2 separate regions of the Callithrix jacchus genome follow, and region 2 is linked to region 1. The links are chromatin contacts, called in public Hi-C maps. All regions are on one chromosome and are shown on one strand. The core of a region is the stretch at or near the end of the contact, and the rest is flanking DNA. Distances in the headings are between cores, read along the strand shown. Region 1 has its middle 210 kb from the start of C1H9orf50. Region 2 overlaps C1H9orf50 (chromosome 1 C9orf50 homolog).

What was found. Hi-C and Micro-C count contacts between places; a contact is called where the count stands out from the background.
Region 2: a Hi-C map of induced pluripotent stem cells shows a contact between it and region 1, with 4 times the contacts expected there. The contact joins two enhancer-like sites. A contact is called at or near these places in 3 of 3 Hi-C or Micro-C datasets (induced pluripotent stem cells and skeletal muscle).

Annotation. Positions count from the first base shown.
Region 1 is chr1:177,997,389-178,001,233 of calJac240_pri, forward strand. No RefSeq gene overlaps it. Among named protein-coding and RNA genes, the nearest start is that of C1H9orf50, 210 kb to the right of the region's middle. Within about 2 kb of position 1,788, at least 15 of the 16 cell types and tissues checked have an H3K27ac peak or open chromatin away from gene starts, as enhancers often do.
Region 2 is chr1:178,197,549-178,201,393 of calJac240_pri, forward strand. C1H9orf50 (chromosome 1 C9orf50 homolog) reads right to left here. Exons shown (of 5, transcript XR_013519456.1): 5 at 3,512-3,730. Among named protein-coding and RNA genes, the nearest start is that of C1H9orf50, 9.1 kb to the right of the region's middle. Within about 2 kb of position 1,778, at least 7 of the 16 cell types and tissues checked have an H3K27ac peak or open chromatin away from gene starts, as enhancers often do.

The sequences.
Region 1 (3,845 bases), core at 538-3,037:
CATTAGAAAAAGAAAAATAAGAAGCAGGCTGAAGGGGCTCTGAAAGTTGTTTTCAAAACCTGGGTTGTTCACTAGGAGTTGCTTGTAAGTGTAAACATTTTTTTATTTTTATTTTTTGAGACAAAGTCTCGCTCTGTCACCCAGGCTGGAGTGTAGTGGCACAATCTCAGCTCACTGCAACCTCTGCCTCCCAGGTTTAAGTTATTCTCCTGCCTCAGCCTCCCGAGTAGCCGGGATTACAGGTGCCCGTCACCACGCTCAGTTAATTTTTGTATTTTTAGTAGAGACAGGGTTTCACCATGTTGGCCAGGCTGGTCTTGAACTCCTGGCTTCAAATGATCTTCCCGCCTCGGCCTCCCAAAGTGCTGAGATCACAGGCATGAGCCACCATGCCGGCCCAACAGATTGTTTTTAATCCATGTGCGCACTGCAGAGGCCTTTTCCCTCTGGCTTCCCTGTCCAGAGCTGCAACTGTTTGCATTTGAGCAGATACTGTCCAAGAGTGGGGAGCTGAGTTAGGGACAGAATCACAAACTTTAATTAGCAGGATGAGATTAACAGCCCAGCAGGGGCTTGGAGATGAGGGGGGCGTCCTTCAGGCCCATCTGATCCCAGTGAACACCTCCCCACAAGCCCCTCCCAATCCCGGGACACTGGAAAACAGGCGCCCTGCGACGATGGAGGGAGGCCACCCGCCTCCCCGCGCGGCCAGAATCGCACACCCCGGCAGCCTGCCCTGGCGGGGTTCAGCGGGGCCCAGAACGTTCTGGTCTTTCTTCCAACGGCAGCCGGGCTGTTCCACCACAGTCTCCAGGAAATTGGTCCGTATAGGACGAAGCCTTCCCGAGAATGAAGTCATCTGTTCCTTTTTTATTTTTTGTTGCCTTTATCCTTCAACGCGAGTCACCGGGCCTCTGCAGTCCCTCCCCGCGCCAACGCGCCCCGCCGAGGGGCCCGACCGGGCTGGCGGGGAAAGGGGCGAGGAGCAGAGCCCCGGGGTGCGCGGCCGCCCACCGCTCCCTGCCCGCGCCCCGCCCCGGCCCCCGCCCGCCGGCCGCCGCAGCCTGAAGGTGAGCTCCCGGGGGGTCGTCCGCGCTCAGGCTCGGCCCGCTCGGCAAACAATAACAGTAAATAACGCTCCCTTGTCAACGTAATAAAAACGGAAACGGTTACAATGTTTTTTAATAAGCGTCCCCCATCAATCTCCCTCCCCCTCCCTCTCGGGCCGTGGGCACCAGGGAGGAGGGGGAAGGGTGGGGGGCACCGGGGCGCGCTGCTTAGGGGGCCCGGGGGTGCAGGAGGAGGAGGACGCCCGGGGGAAGAGGGGAAAACACAGCAAGTGAGAGACGAGGGGGCGCGAGCGGCCGGGGTCACGCGCGCTAGCCGAGCCGGGAAGCGGCCGCGGTGAGTAACACTGTTGCCATGGCGACGTGGCCGCGAGGAACAGGAAGCGGCAGAAATAGCAGCCGCCACAGCCCGAGCCGCTCGGCCCCTCCCCCCGAGCCCGTTGCCACGGAGACCGGCCCGAGCGAGGCTGCGCGGGCGGCCGCGGCCTCCTGCGCCCCAACCCGCGCACGCGCAGCGGGGCCCGGGCCACGCGGGCGTCGCGGGGGTGCCAAGTCGCCGCGTCAGGGCCACCCGGACCCCCCAGACCTGCCCTGGGCCGCCCGCTCGGTTCGGGGGTGAGGTGCGGGGGAGGGAAAAGACAAACTGTCTCTTGTTTGCCTTTGGAAAGCCGCCCCGCCTTTGTTCCGGGCGGGTTTGTTGGTTTCCAGGCTCTGAAGCCGGGAGAGGAGAGGGCAGGGACCCGGGTTCAGCGGTCCCAGACGTTTTCCGAGCGACGGACCCTGGGCCTAGCTCCGGGACGCCGAGGCGACGCGGGGCACTAGCCCTACCCTCTGGAGCCCAGGCCCAGTCCGGGCCTCCCAGGCCCCGGGGCTGCCTTCCCCAAGCCGGACCTCCCCTGGGGGTGAGGGTGCTGTCCCAGGACCTCCTTCCTGGGTTTCCTGGTCCTTTTGTCCACGTATCCCCCTCCCTGAGAAAAACAGCAAAGAGCACAAAGCGGAAAAGACATCCCTGCCGCCCCCCAGGCTCCCTCATCCAGCAGCAAACTCTGAAACCGTTCACACCCCTCCCAAAACTGAGAGAAACCTGGGTGTTTCCTAAACACAGCCCGCGCGCCAGCAGCGTGTTTATGTGGAGGCGGCCTCGCGTGTCTGAGGCTGGGGTGTGTGTGCGCGCCAGGGGCACGCCATCATCTCTCAGGCTGTTTGTGGAAAAAATTTTTTCTCTCTCCGGATTTTGTTTGGTTTGTTTTTAATAAGGGTCAGAGGTCTGGGCTTCTGTGGGGAAGGGCCAAGGGTCATCTCGGATGGCCAGGCCGGGAGGTCTCAGGGGGACTGGTCACGGGGCTGCACTGCCAGGCAAGGAGGGAGTCGGAGCCGCCCCATCTGGCCCTGCTCCCTGCGGCGGCCGGTGGGAGTCAGCGGGGACAGGATCGGCAGGCTGCTCCTGGGGTATGGCCTTAGAGAGGATACAAGCTAAGGACTGGGATCTCTCTCGCAGGGCAGGGCAGCTGTCACTTCCCGGGCCCGGTCCTGGTCACACTGGCCGAAAGAGAAGGCAAGCAGAGTGGTCCGGATCTCTGGGGCTTTCTACATTGGAAAGGGGAGGCTTTTGTTTTTTGTAGGAGGCGGACTTCAACTTTCATTGAGCAGACTGACCAGATGGGAATGTAGGGAGGGTGTGCAGGAGGGGGGACCAACCCCCTGCTTCAAACCTCCCCACCATCATGCCTACCAGCCTGGGCCCCTACTTCGGCCCTGTTTTGGCCGAAGGGAGGGAGGGGCTCAAGCTGTTGTTTCTTCTTCCCTCCTTCCCCCTTCCAGATGTGAGAAAGGAACTCCACTCTGTAGGGGAAGCTTGTCTGGTATCCAGAAGCCTTAGGGTCCACAGTAGCGGTCTGGGTGTCATATTGCTGTCTCTCCTTAACGGAGGAGACAGACCTGTGGGGATAAGGTGCCTGGGAGCTGTTGCTATAATCTAGAGAAGCCTCACCTTGGCCCAGTGGGCAGTAGCCTGCGCTGAGAACGGGAACTCCAGGACTAGAGAGAGTCCTGGCGGTGAATCCCGGCTCTGCTGAAGCCACAGCTTGTGCATCTGGACAACAGGGACAGCACAGTGCCCCGTCACTGAAGGTGATGGCTCCTGGAGGTGGTACACACAAGCTTGTGGCATGGCGTCTGGTGCACAGTAGGCACTAGAACATGGAAGCTGTCATTGGAGCTGGTGTGACCCAGGACAGCCACCTTGGGTCTCTGACACTCGAGCTGGCTTTTGGTCCAGGCTCGAGGAAAAGAGCACTGGGCTGGGGTCGGGAGAAGCAGAGGCCACGGGTTCTGCCACCAGCCCACTGTGTAATCCAGGGCAAGCCCCTGAGCTGCTTTCAGCCTCTGTCTTCCCAACTGGCAAATGGGGATAATAATCACAATCACCACTGATTGTGAACTTAGTGCCAGGCACTCCACCGAGGTCTGTACATTTCCTTATGGAATTCGACCCTCGAAATAACCAAGTGAGGTAAACACCATGGTGATCCCAGTTTCACAGATGAGGGGACAGAGCCTCAGAGAGGTGAAGTCACTTGCTGGCAACACTGCTGGAAAGTGGTGCAGTCTCTGTCACACCCCTGAGAACCAGCCTGGAGGTGCTGCTCCTGTCTCTTACCCCACCCTTGCTGCTCACCCCCTGCACTTTTTGGTGGCTCAGGCCACAGCCCTTCCTTTGTATTTGAACCCTTGGATCCAGCCATTCTGGAATCTTCTGAGTCAGGTGGAGATCCAGCC
Region 2 (3,845 bases), core at 528-3,027, 200 kb after region 1:
TGCAGAATGGCAATCAGCCATATCTGCAGGGTTCCCTGGATCCAGGCTCCCTCCTCTCCCTCCCACCAGGCTCCTGCCAGGAGTCAGCACCCTCCTCCCCACTCTGGTCGGTCGTGGGTCCTGCCAACAGCCTTGAGGCTTCTGGCTCCAGCAGGCCCTGTGCCCCTGCCCAGTTCCACTGTCTCCAAATAAACGCCGCTCCTTCCTTAACCTTGCCCTGATCCCCCCTGCCTCTGAGGAGCCCACGTGCATCAGGAAGGAGCCCCCACAGGACAGCATTCAGCAGGAGCTGGGGCTTCCCATGAAGAGGTGCTGAGTGTGGATCCCGACTTCAACACCAGGGCACTGTGTGACCTTGAGAAAGAGCTGAGCTTCTCTGGGCCTTGGCTTCCCCAACGACCAAAGGCTGTACTGAGAGTGGCTTAGGAGGGAACTCCTGTGCATGTGGAGGGCTCTGCTGGGGCAGGAGTTCCAGCTCCAGTGGCATCACCAGCACCCCCAGGTGAGACCCCCCTGAGCCCTCGGGGTTTTACTGTCCTTATCAGCAAATGGGGCTAAGGAGCCAGACCTGGCTTCCACTCTACCTTGCACTGGCTGGGCACCGGACTGCCCATGGCCAATGATAGAGGTCAGGGTGGGCTGGGGAGGGCAAACAGGACCTCACAGCATGGAGGTGGGCAGGAGTGGGGGGTGCACCTGCCTTGATCCCAGCGGGCTCAGGTAGGTCAAGTTGAGGTGAGCAGAGCTTTCCTGGCCTCCCCACCATGCTGCTTCCTGAAGCCCAGGAGGGGCAGCACCACCCACCACAACCCCCCACCACAACCCCTCACCACGACTCCCCAACCACGACCACCCCATGATCCCCCACCACAACACCCACCATAATCCCCTCAGCACGAACCCCCCACAATAACGCCCCCCCACGACCCCCCCCACGACCTCCCAAACATAACCCCCCAATCACGATACCCCCACCCCCAGCCCTGAGTGGAAATGCCCCAGGGAAAAGGGCCCTGTTGGGGCCCCTGGGGAGGCTACCAGTCCTGGGTCACTGTCCAGAAGGGTGAGAGATGGCCCCCGACGGCCCCTGGGGAACAGCTGGATGCCTGGGTCCCTCTCCTCATCATCATCCTTCTTGGTGACCCCAAGTTGATGGTGGGGGACATGTTGGTGGACAGAGGTGGCTTCAGAGGGCCAGGGAGAAGCCTCTGGGCCTCCAGGGCAGAAGGTGACCCCGAATGTGGGGGCTGCTGTGTCTGTCTGTGCGAGGTCCACCTGCGTGCATGGGCTGTCTGCGGGGCAGGAGTCCGTGGATGTGTGTGGTGTGTGTGTCTGTGTACCATGTGGCTGTGGTCCTGCAGCGAGCCTGTGTGTGTCTCCGGGTGCCTATCTCGGTGGGGGGTGTGAGTGCCAGGAGCTGCGGGACTGAGTCTCGGGTCCTCTGGACTCGGCCTCCCGCCTGCTGCCAGTGGTTTGCGGGGAGGGAGCGGGAGGAGGGGGCGGCGGGCGGACTGGAGCGCTGCGGGCTCCCGGGGCCACGAGGTAGAGGAGGAGGGGAAAGGGGAGAAGGGGGAAAGGCAGGGGTAATCGGAAGGGGGTCCAGGTCTCCCCGCAGGCCCACCCAGCGCCCTCCCCCGGCGTGGTGTCCCCGGTGCGGGCGAGGAGTCGGGGGCCTTGGGATCGCCGAGACCCGCCCAGGGCGCTCCAGGCGGACTCCCGCTCCAGTGCTCCGCGCTGCCGCAGGGCTGCAAGCCTAACCATTTTGGGCTGAACAGCAAAAGCGAGAGAGAGGGAAGTTGGGGGGCGGGGGCGGTGCGTTTCCCCCCACCCGCCAGGGCCTGCCGCGGGCTCGGGGCACGTGCCGGGAGGTCTCGCGGCCGGAGCGGGGCTGCCGGGGGCCCGCAGCGCCGAGGCGGAAGCGAGTGGGTGCGGGCGTCGAGCGAGGGGAAAAGTTTCCGACCCTGGAGCGAGACTCAGCTGCGAAGTTTCGGCCGCGCCAGGCGGCGCCAAAGCCAGGCTAACACTGCCCCCGCGTGGGCGCGGCGCGGCTCTGCAGCCGGCGGTAGGGTCGGAACCCGCCGCGGTCCTTGGGGGAAACTGAGGCTCGGAGAGGGCAAGGTGGGCTGCGCAAGGCCACACAGAGGAGGGGCGGTAGAATCAGGCCTGATGAGACCCGGAGTCTCTCCGGGAAATAGAAAGCCTGGGTCAGGGGACGGGGCGTGAAAGTCCAGAAAGGGAGATGGAGGGGAGGGGACGTCCGGGGGACTGAATCCCACTCTGGTGAATCCCGGTGGAGGAGCGGCTGCAGCGCTGTCCTCGTCCCATCCCCGCAGAGTTCGTCTACACTGAGCCTAGCTCTATTGCCCTTCTTCTGGAGTCAGGGCGCCTCACCCAAAAGGCCTCCCCCAGCCGGGCCCTAAGGACCCCCACCGGCCACTGCCCAGCCCAATCCCACCCTTTGCAGCCTCTTCCTTTGCCATGGAACAAGACGTCAGGGTGTGGATTCCGTGCTATTTCCTCAGCGGCCAGGAGGTGGCGAGAAAGACCCGGATCCCGGGCAATGGCGCGGGGCAGGGGGCCGCTGGCAGCTTCAGAGAGAGGCTCTAACTTTGTCCAGGGGGCTGGAAGGCAGGTGTGGCGGGGGCAGACCTGGCAGACAGGGGCTTGGCGGTGGCCTGGGATGCTGAGTCAGTGCCTGCCACCTTGTCTTTCGCCACCTCCTGATGCAAACATCCACCATCCCCAGACTAGGGAGAGAAGGGGAGGTCCCAGCCCAGCACACCCAGGTGTTTTGCCTTCCAGGGACCAGAGGCTGTGAACCTGGCTGGGGAAACGCGTAAGACTAATACAGGGTACTCTTCCCTGGGCTGGAGTCTGGACACCCTCACTCCACAGTGAAGGTTAGATAGAGGCTTGGAGGGGGAGGACAGGGCGGGGCATGGTTCTCCACCCCTAGGCTCAGTTTCCAGCAGGTACATACTTCAGGTGTGGGCTGATTTAGGTCGACAGAGGCTTGGTCCCAAGTTTTTGGGGTTTCTTGTTGTTTGTTTTTTGAGACAAGGTCTCATTCTGTTGCCCACGCTGGAGAATAGCAGTGTGATCACAGCTCACTGCAGCCTCAACCTCCTGGGGTCATCGCCCGCCTCAGCCTCCCAAGTACCTGGGGCTCCAGGCATGCACCACTATGCCCAGATTATTTTTGTTTTTTTATTTTTTTGTAGAGACACGGTCTATGTTGCTCAGGCTGGTCTTGAACCCCTGGGGTCAAGCCATCCTCCCACCTCAGCCTTCCAAAGAGCTGGGATTACAGGTGTGAACCATCAGGCCCAGCATGTTCCCAGGTCTGAGGTCTGTGGCAGGGTCTCCCACCTTCCAGAAAAGGGGTTCACTTGGTACAAGTCCTGGACCCTGGGGATGCCCTGTCCCCACCGCTCAGCCTCATCCTGGCTGTGTCTCCAACTCCCTTCCTTCCAGGAACCCCCAGAGACCAGCAATCAGATACGAAGAAAGGTTTGTGGTGTGGCAGGTCCCAGCCACCTGGGATGCACCTTTATTCGTGGGGCAAGGAAGGGCGATCGTCATGGCCTGGCCCTGTGTGCCCTGGGCTTGGGCTAGCGGGTGCTCACCTCTGAGCTCGATGCAGTGTTGGGGAGGGCAAGAGGAGAGAGTACTCCTCAGGGCGGCCTTGCTTCAGGACCGACTGAAGCACCAGGCTGGGAAGGAAGGACTCCTAGAGTGTGAGACAGAGGACCAGCTGGCTGCCACCAGGACCTCAGGGCAGGGGACTGGGCCCCCAGGGCCCAGCAGGATTCTATGCTGCAGCCCTCTTGGGCAGGTTCTGCTGT